Linked DNA regions of Zea mays: region 2 is linked to region 1. The links are chromatin contacts, called in public Hi-C maps. All regions are on one chromosome and are shown on one strand. The core of a region is the stretch at or near the end of the contact, and the rest is flanking DNA. Distances in the headings are between cores, read along the strand shown.

Region 1 (4,152 bases), core at 462-2,961:
AGCACATTTACTAATCCAAAATCCATGGGTATTGCAGTAGATTCGACGCATCAAGTAGGTTTTGTTTAATGCATGTAGCTCTCTACTGAGCAGTTGATGGAGCTGAAAAGGAGTTGAAAGATTGTACAGATAGACATAGTTGTTTCCTTGAATTGTTGTTTCGCATTCAAGACCACAATGAAATGAATCAGTAGTATGTTATGACACATAGGACATAACCATATATCGCTCCTGAACCAAGTTAATGACAACAGAACTTGAGTACCAGTCCAAACAACGTTTTACATGCCTGCCGAATCAATCGACAAACTGAGAAGCCAAGTTAAGGAAAATGTCACCTCGCAAAACCACTAAACTAATCCAGCTCCTCGACGAATCTAATTGAGGAAAGCAATACAATTACATTCAGAACATAATCATGTGGCGAGGCATCCATTAAATTGCAATCAAATATTTTTTTAGCTCATAATTACCGGTAATCCATGGCCTAATGGTGGTGATATCGAGGTATATCACAAAAAGGAAGGTTTAGCAGGAGCGATTAATGAGCACTTATTATGTCATTAGGTGAACAGCCTAACTAGCTACCTCATGGCCAACCAGTTGCGCCAGCAAAGCTATAGAACATGTGCACCAAACAAATGACTATACCCGAGCGAGCTAAAAATGGGAACAATCACATCATGAAACTCCACCTGAACACTACTGGTGCCGAGCACAACCTTACGAGCCGACCAAGCGATTTCGCCGCACGGATACCACGGCGAAACCGAAGGGGGCAGGAGAAATTTGCTATTTTGCCACTCTCAGTTTTGGCTGTCTGTGATTATGCATCCCTTGTCTATGACTGATGGGACATCTGTGTTTTGTAGGTCCGATAACATACTAGCGAAGCCCACAAATGATAATGGCAAAATTGACAATGGCCGAGGCCGTGCGAGGAGAGCGCGCGAGCTGGCGAGGGAGCGGAAGGGAGGGGAGGGGAAGAGATCACTGACCCCCATTGAACGGTGAGCGCCTCGTAGTCCCAGTACTCCTTGGGGCGCAGCACGTTGACGTCGGTGTAGACCCTGGCCTTGGACATGGCGCCGGCCGATCCCGATCCGATCCGGCGGCTACCGAGCCGACGAACGATGGACCGGTCGAGGGGGCGACGGCACACCGGAAGGGAGCGTACGAGGAGAGGTACGGCGGGCTGTGTGCCGGTGCTGAGGCTGCCACCACCGCCGGCGGTGAGGCGGGGCTAGGGTTTCGACTTTCGACGGCTGGGAGGGGAATCTCCGACTCCGAGTTGATGTGCTAGGTGGGGGGATGAGATCCTTTGCAGCTATTTCCTCTGCAGTTGGGTCACTGACGTGTGGGTCCATCCTAGATCTGGTCCCACACGTCAGTAACCCAAATGCCGGGAGGTAAGGGTGGAGGTGGGGGGCGGCACGTGAGATGCTGTGGCTAGAGTGGATGACGTGTGGGCCGCGGGGTTGGGGTCCTCTCACCGCACGGGAGCCGGAGATCAGGCTGGCTGATAACTGGCCGGCCAACAAGATATCGATCTCTTGCGAAATCAGTTATACGAACGCTTCCGGGGCTGCCTTTCATCCGATCCGCGTCCTCGATCTCCTCAACCGCTTATAATCCGGCCAGATCGATCTCGCGTCTTCCTCGGGCTGGTTTGATTGAGTGTATATATACACATATAAGGTATAATTACTCCATCGATCACAGACATTCATTCACCCGATCCGATCCATCGATGGCGGTCGACGACTCGACGCCTGCTGCTAAGAGTCGTCGACTAGAGAGAAGCGTCGTCTCTAGCATCTCGAATTTGCCGGAGCACCTCCAACAAGAGATCTTCTCCCGCGTGGGCGACGTCAAGTCCCTCTTCATGTTCGCCGTGACAAGCCGCGGGTGGCTCCGCCGCTTCACAGACCGGGCCTTCCTCCGCGAGCTCTTCCCCAGTCACGGCCGCCACGGCGCGCGCCTGCTCGGCGTCTTCCTGCAGGACGCGCCGTTCAATCGCCCCGACACGTCGCTGATGCCGGCGCAGATGGCGCCGCCGCCGCCGGCGCAGCAGCAGCAGCGCGCGTCGTCGTGCGCGCCGACCTTCCTGCCGGCGCCGGGCTCGCCGCTGGGCGCCCGCCGTCTCGTCGACGACGCCGCCTTCGACAACGCCGACCTCCTAGCCGCGCACCGCGGCATCGTGCTGGTGCGGCTCGCCCCGCGCACCCCTGACGAGGAGGCCTGCCACTTGTTCGGCGTCTGCAACCCCGTCACCGGCTACCGCCACGTCCTCCCACCCCTGGAGTGGAGCCTCGCCGGTAGCAGACTGAACGGCTACGCAATCGTCACGGCCGCCGATATGCCGCAGCACCATCCGCCGGCGACGGCGCGCTTCAAGTTCTCACAACTGCTCGTCATCACCCAGCAAATAGATCTCCATTATCTGGTAGGGGTGGTGGACGTGTACGTGCACTCGTACTCGGCCGCCACGGGCAGCTGGAGCGAGCCCACCGGATGCCTGGACAGCAACGCCTTCTCGCTGATGGGCGACGGATCGGCGGTCATCCACCGTGGCGCGGCGCACTGGCTGTGCGTCGACGACGGCGGTTTGCGCTACCGGCCTTCAGTCTACAGACGCGGCTACCACACGTACACGCTCAGCGTGGACGTGGCCACCGCACGCGTCTCCCTGACAAGGATCCCCGTCCGTGTCGGAGGCAAACAACTCCTCTACGTCACCGGCGACGGCGAGCTCGCGGTCGCCTCCGTGTACTTCATATACGTGATTCTTTGGACTCAGGCAGCCGGAGGCGGAGGCGGAGGCGACACCACCCCTGCGTGGACCCGCACATTGTTTACCATACCAGTGGCGCCGGTGCCTTTCCCACACGTAGACGGGTATCTGAAGCACCGGCTGGAGAGGTGGTGCAACTTCAGCCATGGATCGTTGCTCGCGCTGTTCAGGGCCAGGGGCGTCTTAATCCTCGACCTTAACACCAAGGCCATGGAGGAAGTCTCCATCCCCGACTTGCACAACAAGGCGACGATCTTCATGGCTGAATATGGTGCTAATCGGAATCAGACGTGGCTGCCCTACGAGATGGACGTGGTGGAGTTCTTCATGCTCCACCTTGGTGGAGGTACTGTCTCAGAGATTGGATCTCCATAGATGTTACTATTTCTTTCATGCTATTATATTTTTAGTCTCTTAGCTATTTATTTTTAGTCTCTTAGCTATTTATTTTTAGTCTCATGATATTATATTATTGTTACTTTTTTTATGATGCAAGTCGGATACACGAACGTTTAGGTATTTTTTTAAGCAACTCCAAAGGAACGTGTAAATTAAATCAAAACAGATATTAGTGAAGAATAGTGGTTTTTCTTACTCCAACAGCCTCCTCATTCTTTCAAAAAAAATAGCGTCCCGCATCCACAACCTCCTCTCCCTCATATTTTGGTGCGTTCCGTCCGTCCCCAGCAGTTATGTAAATCAGATCCCTAAATTTACAACTCTATATAAAACCCAATTTCATTTCTACATTTAATAACCTCGTTAGGACTCCCTAAATAAACGTTGATGCTAAATCCATCACGAAAACCATACTTCGGCCACCGTTTCACATCGTTCCATTGTCCCGTTGACCACAAATCCATCTCTAGCGTACAGACGTCTTCGTCGTCATGACTAGACAAACTCTTGTGCCAAAAGACTCATTAGAGCACCTTCTGTGATGTCTTCACGCCATCACCGTGACTGTCTGGTATTCCATCGACTGCTTCGACCTCCCAATACATCAAGGAAGGTTGTTGATACTGATTTCTGCTGCTAGCTCAATTAAAAATAGAAAGCATACTCACTTTTTTTTGTTGACGTGGACAACTTTAAAAATTAGCAGCCAACAAATAGAGAATTATTGGAGCATAGATTTTTTTTTCAACTCATTAAAGTGTTTTAACAACTTCTTAAATTTATAATTTAGGATGCTAAATTTACATAATTATTGAAGATGCTCTTAGTTTGTTTTATTTTGTAAACAAAATAATCGTATCTTATCTTACTGTTACAAACTAAAGACCTCCAACGTACGTAGCTCCAAGTGCTCACAATAGAGAAGAAGAGATAAATCATAGAAACTCTCAAAAGAATCA
Region 2 (4,152 bases), core at 864-3,363, 140 kb after region 1:
CATTAATATCAAATAACATAAATTAATTGTTTATTTGGTACTAACGTAATATGATAATTAAAATTTTATGTAGAAAATCGTTGTTGGGTCGAGCCACGAGCCAGCTCACGAGCCACAGCGAGCCGAGTTGAGTTGTCTCACTCTTTTCACGAGCCACAAAAACAGGCTCAGTTCGGACTCGTTCAGAGAGTCGAGTCGAGCTACTGAGAGACTGAGCCGGCTCGTCGAGCTTGAGCTTTTTTCCAGCTTTACTAGTCAATACGGCGCCATAAGCACACATATGTCGAGCTATCAAGATAAGACTTTTATTTATCATATTTATGCGAGAGGTGACATAGCGGTCAAAAGGTGTTATCGTTTTCCATGCTTCAGTTTATATGTATACCCGTGAGGCTATGCGCAACGACAAACTCTAAATGAAACGCTACGCATATCGAGTCACGTTTCCAGCAGAAACTTCCGCAACCATGCACTCTATGCAATACTCAAAAACTCTAAAGAGCAGGAAACTGTATTCCTAGAGTTTGCTTCCGTGCTACTAGATGGGACTCCGGATTGGATCTAAGGCGGGGGCATATATATTGGAGGCATGTTTTGCACGGTACAATAGGTCAACAACTGCTTATGGCTCACTACTCATACAAGGATGTAGCTCTTTCTCCTCCATTACAATGTAAAATGAGAAATCTGAAACTGCAAACAATACGCTTTGTTTTTTTCCCATTAGATCATAACATTGATTTTATAAAAATGCAGCTCAAAACATGTCACGTTTGGTTTATCGTTTTGGACATCTTTGTTCTCCTTCGCCTTTCTTCGGTTCTTCCTTTTGGATGCCTATGTACGCGCATAGTGTTGGGGAACTTACGCAAATTATGGATTCTTTTAAATCTATGGTGCCCGGCTAAAGTAAAAAACAAGTGTGTACAGGGGCGGACCTACGCATCATATGCATGGGAGTCAGGTAGGGATGGTAACATGTCCGGTTTTAGCTTCTCATTTATATCCTCGCGATAGAAAATTTTTCCTCTGTGGATCTCTACCATTTTTTATGGGGAATATTTTTTTTCCATCTCCGTTCTCAACGAGGATAAATCCCCTTCAATGATCCTTCGTCCCCGTTTAAATTATAGTTAGAACGTATTTTCTTTGTTATTAATACAAAACATTATCACTTATACACAAATCAAATCTAAAAAATCATTATGTATACATAAAAATTAATGCATATGTACAATAAGTGATCTATTGAGAAAGTAATTATTTATTTTTATCATTAACTATTACATAGAAACATCACCACGTGTAAGTTTAACGGATGTCCGTGGGAAACGAGGATGGGAACGTCCCCGTTTATCCGTTGGACGATATATTTTTTTCCATTTACATTCTCGTGGGAACAAACTTCCTCATCCCCTAATAGAAGAATTCTACATGGTATAGGCTCCCGCTTATTTCTTTGTTACAAGCAGTAATCTAAATTTGCACCATTAGATCCTCAAGCCAAATTTAGATGTCCTTGCTCTGCTATTTTGATGCTCGTTGTTGTAACTATGATCTCGCTCCTATTTTATCCTGTGTGTTCGTCCCCGAGTGTGTAGTATGAAGTTATAGCAAGATGCTTGTATATTGTATATATATGTTTACCGAAATGACGAAAACATTAGTGGAGCAGTTACCGACAAGGTAAGCAGCGCATCTACATAGCTGTCCCCGATGCATGCTTGTCGTCGATGCATGTCTCCTACAGTACGTAACGGGAGTGCAGAATTGTTCGAGGGGGGTTGTGCTTGTGCCTGTGCATGCATATGCGTTGAGGCCCTTTGTCGGTAGCGCTAGGTCGCTAGCTCTGCATTCGTACTCCGTTCCGTTCTCGGTTCTTCTTTGGAACGTCCGGAGCATTCGAGCGCCGTTCCGGCCGGACGCGCCTGCCTGGTCTGCCAAAGCGAACCCGATCGATCGCCCGGCGCCCGGCGGCGAACCGCGCATGCACGAGCGAGCGACAGGGGCGGGGCCCGCGGGGCATTTACTGTCGGGCGGCCGGGCTCGTGCCGTGGAGTGGAGTAGTGGAAGCGCGCGTGGGACGGAGAGGAGCGGAGGTGGCCGTCGCTTTTGCCCCGCGGAGGAGGCGCGCCACGTGCATGCATGGCGAGAGGGAGGGCATGGGCGTTGGCGCGACGTACAGGACCGGACCGGACCTGACCTCGGCGGCGGCGGCGGCGGCGGCGCCCGTCTGTTTGCTATGGGTGCAGGTCGGCATCACTGGCCACGTACGGCGCTCCACCACCCGCACCGCACCGCAGCTCCTCCTCCGCACGCATGAAGAAGGTGTCGTGGCGCGCATTAACTAATTGGCCTAGAGAGAGAGAGAGAGAGAGAGCTAGCTACGGACCGGAGGCGTACGTAGGGCTGCGCGCGCGGTACGCATGATTGTTGGTATATATCTTGGCTGGCGGGCCCAAGAGTAGGATGCTCACCACTATAACTAGTGACACTTGTCTTCATCGCCACCAACAAATTCGAGTAGTACATGCGCGCATAGAGATAGAGTACTACTCTTAAATAAGGGTTGTTGCATATATATGATATTTAAACAAGCCAACAAGCTGTATTGGTCATATTCCTTGATCCAATAATCCAAGACCTATATGTGAGGATGGTTATTCCAAGTCCTCACGAACACAGAAACACCTCATGTACTGTTTGATCCGATAGCTTACCTAGCGAGACAAGCCCTCGGGTCACAACCAAGCCAGACGAGCTCGATCCAGAAAGACGAAGACCGGACGTTCGAGTTATTCGCAGATTGAAACACTAATATTTTACAAGAATAGGTTGCACACTAAATACTCGGCACTAACTAGGCTGAGGAAGCGACCGAATTCCGAATATACACCACGCACTACTAGATCGCCAGGAGAACTCAGCCTCCACAACCCCCAACTCATTTTTTGTAATCCGCGTACACCACTGGAATTCCAATATACAACCTCATCAGGAAGCAGGTTGTTACACATTCTATCGGCCTAAATCTGTATAAATCCTTGGGCAATCGGACATGCTCCCGCACGTACCATTGACTCGGTCAACAATGACGTCCTGCTCAAAAGCATCACGTGGGAACCCCGTGGTAGAAAGTAGACACTATATGTGTATGTTTTTTATGCTTTTTTGTTAAAAATTGACGACTTTGTCCAAAAAACTTGAATTTAAATTCAAACCATGACATCTCAAGCCAATCGAGTGTGAATTGCTGTTGAATGCTATATATATATATATATACATATCAGCGCTAGGTATGGGGACCTCCGTATCTTTAGATATTTTTTTGTCACTTTTTAGTACTAGTAGCTTAATAAGTCGTCCTAGTACTAATATACAAGCCAAAGTCCACAAGGTAGGTAGCTAGCGGGCCCAAGAGTAGGATGCTCACCACTATAACTAGTGACACTTGTCTTCATCGCCACCAACAAATCCGAGTAGTACATGCGCGCATAGAGATAGAGTACTACTCTTAAATAAGGGTTGTTGCATATATATGATATTTAAACAAGCCAACAAGCCCGGATTTTTTGTATTTTGTCCTTTTGTTGGAAAAAAATTCATGTTTGAGACCTTAAAAAATTTTAATGTCATTTTTAGACCCTTTGCTCGGCGCCATAGCCTATGGCGCCGAGGTAACACATCTCGGCGCCATAGGCTATGGCGCCGAGGTACGTGCTGCGCTGCCCCAACCCCGACGACGTGGCACCGATGTGGCACCGAGCTCGGCGCCAAGATCTATGGCGCCGAGCTCGGATATATAACTGCTCTCTAGCTCAGTTGGTAGAGTGTAAGACTCTTAACCTTGAGGTTGTGGGTTCAAGCCTCACCGTCGCTGATTTTTTTTGTTGTCGAGATTTTTTCGTTTATACCGCTGATTTGTCCATCAAAATTTATTTCTCATCTAGATTTTTTTTGCTTCATACGGTAATACTTAGATTTTTTTTTTGCTTCATACGATTTTTTGACTGATGAGCAGGTAGTAGTCTAGGACTAGCTAGGTCTTGGAAGGAAGGGACGGAGCTTCAAACGACGAAAGCAAATATACAGATGCTACTACTTCAATCTTTTAGCACCTCTTTAGCTCTTCACTTTACGGTAATACTTGCA

What was found. A called contact is a pair of places that touch in the nucleus more often than the background predicts.
Region 2: a contact with region 1 is called in a Hi-C map of endosperm, with 1.8 times the contacts expected there. The contact joins the enhancer-like site here to the promoter of LOC100277753 in region 1. A contact is called at or near these places in 3 of 25 Hi-C or Micro-C datasets (ear, endosperm and leaf) and 1 of 3 datasets of contacts at active chromatin or transcription factors (leaf).

The regions. Positions count from the first base shown.
Region 1 is chr7:2,220,744-2,224,895 of Zm-B73-REFERENCE-NAM-5.0, forward strand. LOC100277753 reads left to right here and starts at 1,712. Exons shown (of 1, transcript NM_001372524.1): 1 at 1,712-3,285. The coding sequence starts at 1,751. The coding sequence ends at 3,169. LOC541825 (protein kinase CK2 catalytic subunit CK2 alpha-3) reads right to left here and starts at 1,256. Exons shown (of 10, transcript NM_001111506.2): 1 at 999-1,256. The coding sequence starts at 1,084.
Region 2 is chr7:2,362,143-2,366,294 of Zm-B73-REFERENCE-NAM-5.0, forward strand. No RefSeq gene overlaps it. Among protein-coding and RNA genes, the nearest start is that of LOC103633644, 22 kb to the left of the region's middle. Within about 2 kb of position 2,114, at least 18 of the 20 cell types and tissues checked have an H3K27ac peak or open chromatin away from gene starts, as enhancers often do. A contact at or near this core is called in ear, endosperm and leaf, where this site is marked.